3 separate regions of the Danio rerio genome follow, and all the other regions are linked to region 3. Evidence: chromatin contacts called from public HiChIP or PLAC-seq data. All regions are on one chromosome and are shown on one strand. Each heading gives the region's core, a stretch centred on a gene start, on an enhancer-like site or on the middle of the called end of the contact. The rest is flanking DNA. Distances are from core to core; before and after follow the strand shown.

Evidence for each region. HiChIP or PLAC-seq counts read pairs in DNA pulled down with a chosen protein or histone mark.
Region 1: a contact with region 3 is called in an H3K4me3 HiChIP or PLAC-seq map of gastrula embryo, with 2.7 times the contacts expected there. The contact joins the promoter of tra2a here to the promoter of oxnad1 in region 3. A contact is called at or near these places in 2 of 4 datasets of contacts at active chromatin or transcription factors (embryo and gastrula embryo).
Region 2: an H3K4me3 HiChIP or PLAC-seq map of gastrula embryo shows a contact between it and region 3, with 2.3 times the contacts expected there. The contact joins the promoter of igf2bp3 here to the promoter of oxnad1 in region 3. A contact is called at or near these places in 2 of 4 datasets of contacts at active chromatin or transcription factors (embryo and gastrula embryo).

Annotation. Positions count from the first base shown.
Region 1 is chr19:22,575,672-22,579,587 of GRCz12tu, forward strand. It overlaps tra2a (transformer 2 alpha homolog), which reads left to right and starts at 1,765. Exons shown (of 9, transcript NM_200416.1): 1 at 1,765-1,872; 2 at 3,121-3,254. The coding sequence starts at 1,837. It overlaps ccdc126 (coiled-coil domain containing 126), which reads left to right. Exons shown (of 3, transcript NM_001045403.1): 3 at 1-752. The coding sequence ends at 150. It also overlaps a transcript of pals2b not described here.
Region 2 is chr19:22,598,453-22,602,068 of GRCz12tu, forward strand. It overlaps igf2bp3 (insulin-like growth factor 2 mRNA binding protein 3), which reads left to right and starts at 2,355. Exons shown (of 15, transcript NM_131491.2): 1 at 2,355-2,798. The coding sequence starts at 2,624. It also overlaps a transcript of pals2b not described here.
Region 3 is chr19:22,672,458-22,676,444 of GRCz12tu, forward strand. oxnad1 (oxidoreductase NAD-binding domain containing 1) reads left to right here and starts at 2,113. Exons shown (of 7, transcript NM_001110456.1): 1 at 2,113-2,204; 2 at 2,318-2,381. The coding sequence starts at 2,322. It also overlaps a transcript of pals2b not described here.

The sequences.
Region 1 (3,916 bases), core at 515-3,014, 97 kb before region 3:
GCTGGTGGCACTGGAATTCTCCTGGCTGCTGTTTCCAGACCGACCAAACAAAATCTGCCTGCCCACAGGCCAGAAAGGCGTAGTAGTAACCCTCTGCACTTCCTACCACAATCACCTGGCAGACCACAGAAACCGCACTCATTAAATTAACAATAATCACATCAACCGTGGCCAAGGACGTTATTACTGCAAAGACTGTACAGAGAAAATATATAAATAAATATATTTTTAGACTAAAGCAGCTTTTAGACATTTTTTTTTCAGTTGTGCACTTGAACTCCAGCTTGATTATTTTGTCTTTTATTGATGGATCACAAATGTATTTTATAACTTAAGTGCAATATGGAACATAAGACCCGAGAGAGCGAAAGGATGAGCTTTTTTATGGAAGACTGTTTTTTGATATACGAATGAGTGTTTCATAATGTATCTGCTAAAGACTCCATGCACACAGCGTTATCTCTGCAGCTAGCTAATGGTGTGTCTTGTGCGCTTGGACGGATTCCAGAGAAAAGGTTTACACCTGAGTCGTGACACCTTTTCATTGTTAAGATTAATTGAAAACAGATTTCTGTGGGGAAAAGGCTGATCCAAAGATTAATCTCAGTGAATGGTTGATGTCTGTATTGCAGGTTGATTTGATTAGGGATGGGGATTTATCTCAGTTAAACTGAACATGGCATTAAACCTTCAGAAGGAATTGTACCCCAAGACAACACTACTCAATCCATACAATAAAAGATATATCAGACTTCAGATTTGTCAGTGTGTATTTATGCAATTCACACACTATTTTCATATCCTATCTGTCTGTTTGGATTGATGAATGCACAGATTTAATCAGTGTGTCTTTATAGATAAAAGAATGAATTATCTATCTCTACATGGAATATATATGGAATATAGAATCTGTCATATAAATCTATGATTCCTTACATCTATTTATATATATATATATATATATATATATATATATATATATATATATATATATATATATATATATATATATATATATATATATATATGTGTGTGTGTGTGTGGATTGTCTGTCTGTCTGTATATCTGTCATGTCTATCATATCTGTCTGTCTATAATATCTGTTTTTCTATATGTCTGTCTGTCTATCTGTCGGTCTATCTGGCCATCTATCTATCCATCCATCCGTCCGTCTGTCTGTCCGTCTGTCTATGTCTATCTATCTATCTATCTATCTATCTATCTATCTATCTATCTATCTATCTATCTATCTATCTATCTATCATCTATCTATCTATCTATCCATCCATCCATATATCTATCTATCTAAATCTCATGTCTGTCTACCTCTGTCTATATCATATCTATTTTTCTGTAGGCTATGTCTATCTATCTATCTATCTATCTATCTATCTATCATGTCTGTCTATCCATCTATGTAGCCTATCTGTCTGTCCGTCCATTCATCCATCCATCCAACCATGTCTGTCTATGTCCATTTATTTGTTTGTCAATGGCTATCTATCTATCTATCTATCTATCTATCTATCTATCTATCTATCTATCTATCTATCTATCTATCTATCTATCTATCTATCTATCTATCTATCTATCTATCTATCTATCTATCTATCTATCTATCTATCTATCTATCTATCTATCTATCTATCTACATGGACTCATCCACCTACAAACTTTGAGGAGGATATGACGCAGTTTGATTCGCCTCCCACAGTACACCGCGCGTTTCAGATGGTCGGCCATTTTCTGCAGTTACATTAGGAGCGGAAGTCTTCGTCGAAGAGCGTCTTCATATCCACGCTTTTTTTTTTACCAGTCAATAATATTTTTAAAACAATGAGTGATACTGAAGAGCAACAATTCCAGAGGAGGGTAAGGATTTAATTTCGCAAACCTTTCTGCAGTTTTTTTTAGATATTCTTTCTTTCTCTTTACGGTAATGCTCGGTTTGTGAACAGCTAACGTTAACTTAGCTGTCCATTTCTTTTGTTTATTTACAACCTACCTAAACCGAAAGATTAGCTAATATATTATTGTTGGCCGATAGTAAGCAAAAGATTTACCATTTAGTCACTTTAAATCGTATAAGTCCTTTACAATGTTATTGTTGTGTAATGTTATTACGTTGCTATGTTGAATAGCATATATCGAGATATTTGTTTTTCACCATCATGTATTTATATAACGTTGTGTTGTTTTACTTGCTTGTCCTACAGCAATACACTCTGAAACAGAGATACAAGCACTTAAGTAATAACGTTACATCTCCCATTCACACAATAGCAGCCAGATTACTTTTGGTTTCTGTTTCCAGCATTTCTCATCTTTCCTCTTTCTCTCATACCATACCATAACCAAACAAACATCTTTATTTCACAAGGAGTAGTGAAATTTGAAGAGTTCAATTCATTTCCCCCCAAGTTTCCCTTGATCTTAATTGCTCTGAATGTTCTTTTTTCATTAAGGTTATTGGTCGTGAAGGATTTGAAGAGTTAAGGCCAAGAATGTGGAAGAATATTCAAGATAAAAGAAGGCTTTTACAGAGAAAATGTTTACAGAGCAGACGGTTAAGTGGGAAGGGGAAAAAAGAACGGAAGATCGGTCAGATAGAAGCACGCTTGCGTTATGTGTCTAAAGCAGAAAAAAGAAAAGAGGTTTCAGATTGGGGTGAAGAAATGAAAAGGAGAGGAAAAATGAAAACTGAACAAATGAAGACCGAAGAATAAAATGCCTGAAAGAAAGGAATAGCGTATACTGAAAACAGAAGAATGAATGAGTCCGTAGGCTAAGTAAATGCTAAATTTGTGTTCCAAGTGTTTCTAATCTCTTCTTAATTATCATTTGCATGTTTGTAGCTTTACTATGGTGATTCGGCTAATGAACAAGCATCACAAGGACACGTGATGACTTGCTAGCCTTTGTAAATGTATCAGTATTGCTGTTAACTTTTTTTTTTTTATTCCATAATATAATTTAAGTAATTCTAACACTTTCCTCCGCAGCTGTAGTAAAGTGAATGTTTGGATTACTGCTATTGTGAATGTGGTGTGAGTGTGTAAGTTAGCAAAGCTATGTTAATGTTTGTCTTGTACATGTCGTAATGTATTGCTGTGATGTTAGGAATCTCGCTCGGCGTCCAAATCGGATCGGGGGAGTCCTGCCCAACCCAAGATGGAGAGCAGGTCTGGTTCTCCCAGCCCTTCCAGAGCATCCAAGCGTTCTGATTCAAGATCAAGATCACGCTCCAAGTCCAGGTCAGTTCAAACTTCTCTGCTCTATATTGGGAAATAAACTAAACATTTTGGTATTCTGGTTTCTGCTCTATATTGATATAATAAAATTACCCAAAGCTCTTTTTGGATGTAGTTAATAGTTAAACTATTATTAAATTAGGGGGTGGGCTGCATTTAGAAACACTATATACCAAAATGCTGCTCATGGGTTTATCTACTATTAGATTCACTTAAAATAGCACAAGGATTAAACATGCTGTATTATATCACGCTTTATACAATGCTACTACGTCAATTGCAGCTTTACAATGTGCATTTGTCCTCTGGTCAGACAAAACCAGCAGTTTAAAGCATCTGCAGTTAAAATAAAATTGTTAACGGCCTACACTTTTTAACAGCATATTTTAATTGTCTAGTTTAGATAATTTAGAAAATCACATTGCAGTTGTATAAACCGCATGTTAAAACATCAAGAAAAACAAGAAAACAAAACAATTGAAACTACAAACAACGTTTAAAAAAAATCATAAAATGGTCTAAATATCTTGTTAATATAAATGTGTGATACTTGAATACTGAGCCTAATGAAAGATCTAAATTATCTGGAGTAGCGGATAGTCACGAAAGGCATCCCCCAAATCTGCAGTTGTTCTTTTTTTAAAAATATTTTTATGGCAACAAGC
Region 2 (3,616 bases), core at 1,105-3,604, 74 kb before region 3:
AAATGCCTCGAAATACCTCATGAAAACGAAGTCCTCCTCCACTTTTTCTGTGCATGTATTTTACGGTTTGAATCTGAAACAACGCGAAATGTATGTAGAATGTGTTCCGGTTTCTTATTTCAGACTGGCTGAAGGAAGTCTAACCCATAGTAATTGTTTCGCGCCTGGATTTGTAACGAAGAGCAGTGGATGAAAACCAATGAATGAACAGTCGACGCAGCAGACAGCCAGAGTAGTAAAGCAGAAGAAGCTGCGCTCTCATTGGTCTCCTGCTTGTCCAATAGGAGCGCAGCATGTGCGTGCCATTCTACTGTAGTATTTCAGTTGTGTGAGCTGGAGCTATACTACTGGCACCCAGGCCCATGCTGTCTGACTTGAAGTCAGCTTTTTTTCCTTTTCTTTTTCTTTTTTTACTCATTACACTTGTGGGTGCCATTTAAAGTGAACACCTGTGGAAATGAAAGAAGCTAGTTATATTTTATTATGAGAAAACTGAGATTTGAGGGCTCTTCGTACCAGGATTTAAATTGTGCACGTGGATATTTTATTTGTGTTATAAAAAAGCTAATGTATACAGTAAAGCTTACTGTAATTCAGTGTATGTCTGTGTTTCTTAAGAAAGGTTAATGGCCATTTACTAGATAAAATGTGGGATAAATTGTCGAGAAATACAAACCAAATTATCGTAAATGTACACAGTTGGAAAGATGACAAAAAAATTCAAATAAACATTTATTATCCGTTCTGAATTTTTATTAGTAGTCCTACACCAAAAGGGAAACTCATTCGAAAATGGCCTCCATCAGGCTAATATTTTCACATCAGATTTCACAACATGCGTGCATATAGGCCTAATTGTTAATAGGCTACTGTCAAAGTAAAATGCATAAAAATAGCATCTTTAATTCAAATGAATTTTATTTCACAACCATTTCAATGCTTCGCATGGCGTCTGTTTAAATCAAAGATGTATTGGATATGTTTTTCACATAGCTAATTTAAACGCCAGGTAACAAAAATGATCGCAGACTAAAAAAAATCAGTAACCATGTTATGCCACTACCAGCCTTGTAGAAAGACTTTTCTTGCTTCAAGTACTCACATTTAGCAAATTCATTTCCGAATAAAATTGGAAAAATCTGTCTAACGTGGGCTATCGTAGACTCAACTGTGATTTTTTTCTGCACTTGATAACTTATCTATATAAATTGTATATATTTACATTTGTTTGTGAATTTAGACATGTATACATGAAAAGAAGTCCAACACGATTTATGTGCATGTGTGTGTGTGTGTGGCAGAAAGCAAGGGGAGAGAGAGCGAGGCGCATAGGGCGTGGGCCCAGTGTAAATGTCTCCGCTTTACGTGGAAGGTCGAGCGAATTGCAGGCCGCACATGCAAAAATTACGCAACTCCAGTCTTCTGTGGAACAGTTCAATAATTTTCGGGGAACAAGTCTAAAGTGGCCATATTGCATGAACCAACTCAGAGGCCTAGGATCTCCTCCCCGCTGTGCCAGAAGGAGGCCCGCCTTTACCACTCACCATTACGACTTTTCAATGTTCTGCATGGCCCTCCCCTTTCTTTAGGCACCGGAAGTGTACAATTCGCTTTGTTCAATCAGGTTGGGTCACGTTACACTAGGTCACACATGTCAAATAGCCTACTGTAGACTTGCAGCGTGACACAAATGCACCACATATGTGGCTGTTTATAAATGCACAGTTACACACGTTAGTTGCGCTTGTGGTCTCAGATGTTTGCCATTCTTCTACTCCACGTAGGTCCTTTAGTGTATAGATTGAAAAGTCCAACGATGTGGATGCTGTATGAATGGCAGCCCCTCCCCCTCGTCCTCTATATGGTAGCCCACCATAAGTGCAGATAAAGCCACAGTGCTGACTTAAAGCGCTGTGAGCGAGCGTGCGTGCTACGCCTCTTTACAACTCCAGCAACAACCAATAAGAGCGCGGAACGGCATTAGCAGAGAAAAGTCCACCGAACGTAATATCATTGAACGGTATAGCCATAACGGCTAGCTTTGCGGTGCACGGGATCTCTGCAAATGCACGTAGAGAGGTTTTACCCCATCCCTCTCTCTCTTTCTCTCCATCACTCCCTCTCTATCTGTCCCCACCCCAGTCATCCCTGTGCCATTTTCCCCCAATCCGACACTTAATTGAGCAACCGGGACACCTCACGTGCAGGACTGATTTGTAGTTTGAACACGTGGCTCATTGAAAAAGGCAGAAGAACTTGGGTTTTTTTGATTTCCCGTTCTCTCGATGTTATTAAGAGGCGGCGCCTACACTAACGTGTGTGACAATTTAGTCGCATCGCCAAAGAGTAAAGAAACTTTCTCTATTTCCTCCCAGCCCTTGCCTCGCAGAGGTGACGGAATAAATTATTCAGCTCGCTCGAATCAAAAGAAAACGCGAGTGCGCGCAACCACGGCGGCGATCTCGTCCATCAAATATCTCAGTAGCTTTGAGTGATTGGGAGAACACTCCCAGACCCTCCGCTGAGCGACAGTGCGGTGCTCTCTACAAACACTGCCCATCCGAGCGACGCGATAAAGGGCTGCCTCTCTGCAACACGGTCGCTCATTTTCGTATACAACAAAATGAATAAGCTGTACATCGGGAACGTGAGCGAGCAGGCGAGCGCGCTGGACTTGGAAAGTATCTTTGAGCAGTGGAAGATACCTTTCAGTGCTCCCTTCCTCGTAAAAAGTGGCTACGCGTTTGTGGATTGCCCCGACGAGAAGGTAGCGATGAGGGCCATTGACACGCTTTCAGGTGAGACTTTTGTGCGTATGTGATTTTGTCCGCCCTTTAAATGAAGTACAATGCAACTGTAGCCTTTAACAATTAAATGCCTATGCAAAGCAGGGATTGTGTGCATTCAGTGAGCAAGCGCTCACTTTCAGTTTTTTTTTAAACCACGGGTTTACTCGCTGAAGTGTCGTTTTAGACCCAGAACCACTGAAGGGCAAGGGTCTATGAAAGTTGCAGCGTTGCTTGTGTATGCAGGGCAAAATAAGAAATGTGTTCAACAACTCTGATGCCCAAGCGGCGAGTCGTTGAACACACTGTTTATTTGAATTAAAATGGGCTAGATTCTTCGCCCTGGCTTTAAAATGCACTTAACAGCTCGTGGTATACTTTCTGGAAGTGAACTGCACTGTTAGACACAATGTGTCTTTTTGTAAACTTTGTCATTGTAAAACTGTATCACTTATGTCGCTGCAATTACGAGCTCTAGAACACCAGGTGGTTGGCTTGCATTGGTGGCTTGTAGGCCTTTCGACTACTCCCCTCGTTTGCTCAATATGTACTCAATGTGTTTGGGATGAGTGTAAATTGTGTAAAGCCTGCTATATTTGCCATAAACAGACTGTCCACTAATTTATACATTCTCATTTTTGTTCTTAAAGTCAATGTCTCGCTGCTCGTGGCTAGGCCTTCGCTCAAGCGTGGGGGCAAATTTGTCTTCCATGTTTAACCTCTGGGAATTTTGTATCTATACTATTTTAATTAAACAGGTTTTACATTAGGATATTTTAAATATTTTTCTGACACCGTGAAGTGTGGTTTTATACACGTTACGTAAATGT
Region 3 (3,987 bases), core at 863-3,362:
CTTTTTACATGAAATCCCTCAGAAAGTTTATACAAAATTTAAATAGTTTAAAATCACCTTCAGAGTTCCAGTTCATGGTCACATTGAAATGCAGGTAAACAAATTATTCTAGTCTTCAAATTTTACAATAATTGTCTTTCTATTTTATTGTTGAATTAATATCATTTCAACCCAACCCATTTCAACAATATTATGTTATTAATAGTTGAAGTCTCAATTTTTAGCCCCCATGTAAAATTAAAATTATTTTTCAATTAAAAAAATTATGCTTAACAGACCAAAGAAATTTTCACAGTAATTTCTCTCTATATTTCTATCTCTCTCTAAGTCTTTTTTGACTAAAATAAAAGCAGATTTTTATTTTAAACAAAGACATAATTTAAAAACAAATTTTGGTAAAGGCCAAAGAAAAATATTTTAATAAAGACAAAAGAAGTTAATTATTAAACAATTTAATACAAATGTGTTGAAATATGTTTCTGTTAAATAAAACTTTTTTCATTCATTCATTTTCTTTTTTTTTAATCCTTTTTATTAATCCGAGGTTACCAGGAATGAACAGCCAACTTATTTAGCACATGTTTTATGTAGCGGATTCCCTTCCAGCTGCAACCCATAACTAAAAAACATCCACACTCATTCACACATATAGACTATGGACAATTTAGCCTACCCTGTACCACATGTCTTTGGACTTGTGAGGGAAACCCAAGCAAACATGAGGAGTACATGCAAACTCCACACAGAAACGTCAAATGACCCAGCCAAGGCTCAAACCAGCGACCTTCTTGCTGTGAGGCGATAGTGCTACCCACTGCTCCACTGCGTCACCTTAAATAAAACTCAACAACTATTTTTAAACTAATCACGAAATCACATGAGGGCTAATGAAAAAAGTTGCAGTTTAAAGAATTGATTTCACTAAATGCTTTTTAAAAAAGTATAAGTGATTTAGAAATTGAAACATATTGTAGATGAATAGTTTAATAGTTTGTTTGTCAATGTGTGATTCATGGTAACTAAACATTTTTTTTTTCCATGTGAAATCTTGACCAGGACACTTTTTTTCACAGGTCAGATTTTTTTTTTTATCTCAATGTCTTTCCTGGTAAAATAAAGGTTATACTACTATGACAACGACTACTACTACTACTACTACTACTACTACTACTACTACTACTACTACTACTACTAATAATAATAATTTTAAATCCATTGATAAAATAAAGAAGGGTTTACTTTTAATTATTAGGTAACTTAATTACAGTTTATTTACCTTAAAAACTGTTCATAAAATCAACAGTACTGTAAATGTTAATTAGGAGAAGAGTAATATATATTTTGCAGAATACCTATATTTTTTTCTACTATACATATACTGGTATTTAGATTTCTTATCAACTAAAATTTTCTAAAGAAGGATTAATTTGTCTGAAAATGAAAGAAACAATAAAATGTATGTCATGAATGACGTGTATGAAATGTTTTTTATTTATTTGATTTGATTATACTGTGGGCGACACAGTGTAGTTTATATAAGTGTAATTTATATTGTTTATGGAGTGAGATTTATATGGATATTTAGTAATCTAAATAATCTAAAATCTAACTTCTTTATCCAGTTCTAACTCAAATACCACCGCAAGATGGCAGTACAGTCTCGAATCACCCACCGTAAACACAGACGAAGAAGAAACGTCACTCACCGGAGCAGAAGAGTGACAGAGGTGAATGATTTTTACGTAAAGTATTCCTCTTGATAAATATATGTATTCATTACGATGTGTTCGATTTATTTTCACCTACTGTTTAAAATTAAACCTAAAGAGATATTAAAAATAAAACCAATAATTTAGTTAATAACACTAATTTGCTTGTTTCTCACACGTGTGAATGTCTTTATATATTGGCTGTTAAAAAGAAATTCTGATATTTCAGTGTCGTTGGTTATTATTATTAAAAGACGAACTGCCCTTTCTGTCTGATAATGTTATAAGGTGTTTGACAGAGTTCCTCCCGTCACATCTGACCATGAGTGCCCCGTGCTTTGTACGAACGGTGGCCAGAGGTTTCTCCGGTGGATCAGGACTGTTCAGACCTGCTGTGTTGTGTTCAGACAAAGTCACAGTCACACGGTGAGTATCGTCCAGAATCCACTGCTGTTTCTAGAGGCTTTGGACACTAAGGTTGTGTCCTAAAACCTGGTAAGCAGCCTACCTAGTCGGCATGCTACAAAACATCCACAAAAAAGTATGTAGTATATGAGACAAAGTCATTGTTTTAGTGTATAAACTATACGACCCTAAATGTGTTTCAGAAAAATGACATCCAGGAGACGGACTGACCATCTAGAGAGAACTGCTAGTGTTCATCGACAAATGGTGAGTTTTCTTAGATTTGTTTTCTGTTTTTTAGATGAAAATCTTGACTTTTTAGTTATAGATTCTTGCTTGGGTCTTTATAAATGGTTAACAAATGTTGGAGCCTTGTAGGTGAAAGTTCAGACACTTGTTTTGTGTTTTAGGTCCACCAGTGTGTCATTTGATTTGTCACAAGACTAAATTCAAGATGATGTAATCGAACGTTAAGTTGTTTCAGTTAGTAACACTTTTCAAAAAGGTTCCATTAGTTAATGTATTTTTACTAGCACGAACAAAGATGCAAAAACACATTTATTACAGTAGTAATTACAGTGTTTATTTTTTGTTAATATTAGTCGGTGGAAAAATCTTTCATTGTTGGTTATTGTTAACCCACTGTGTTGCACTTTACATTAAGGTTCGTTAGTTAACGCTAGTTACTGTATTTACTAACTTGAATTAAGAGTACAATACTTGTGCAGTATTTATTAGTCATAGTTCTATATTTACTAATGCATATTTTGGCAAATTGATTATCATTTGCATTTGGTTTAGTGGTTCGTTTACAAATCATGACAAATTATTGCAAATTATGGTTTAACTTTCTATGTTCATTTGTATTAAAGGGGACCTAATATGCAAAAATCACTTTTATAAGAGGTTTAAACACAGTTGTGTGGCAACAGTGTGTAAACATAGCCAGGCTCTAATGGTAAACATTGTTTTAATTATATTTTTTTATAATCACACTTCATAAAGCCAGCTTGTAGAAACATTTTGATTGACATTCTCCCTTTGTACATGTCATTGGAGGGGGAAAGCCCAACCAATTAGTGACTATCTCTCCCTCATAAGTGTAAACTTTTAGCTCTGTCTTTTTTGGAAAAAAAATGATCAGTTGAATTTAAAGTGACAGTCACAAAAAGGGATGTCATGGGTCCCCTTTAAAACCATGGTTATTTTCAAATGGGCATTTATTTAACACTAATTTTATTGTGAAACGATGTTATAGAACTTTATATTTAGTTGAACATGACTGTGTGTAGATTTGGAGTAATACAAATAAATAATGACTCCCGTTTGTACAGCTACATAGCATAAAACATTTTAAATTAGGGCTGTGCAATATATCGCAAAATGATTGTTATTGTGATAAATGACATGACATTATGAATAAAATAATAATAATAGTAATAATAAAATAAATGACATTTATTTTATGCATTGGTTGTTTATCTAAATTTGACCAATCAGATAGGGCATTACTATTTTTACCAGCACCTCCTCAAAATGTTTTGCTATTGGCTGGAGCGGCCCAAAGGTAAACCCAGAGCTCAAAAAAAAAAAAAAAAAAAAAAAAAATACTAATAATGGCGGAGGAATATGACTACAGCCAATCAGAGTCAGAATATCTGCTTAGGTTTTCACTCAGTTATCAGATTTAATTAGATCTTGAAATATCTTTCACCTATTTTAATTTCATTACATAAATTTAAAATCATTTAAAAAGATAGCTAATGAAAATACAATTTTTATAGGGAAATGTTATATCATAAGAAATATTGTTTTGTTGAAACATTTAACAACATTACCTATTTTCCCAGTATTATGCAGAGCTATTTTAAAT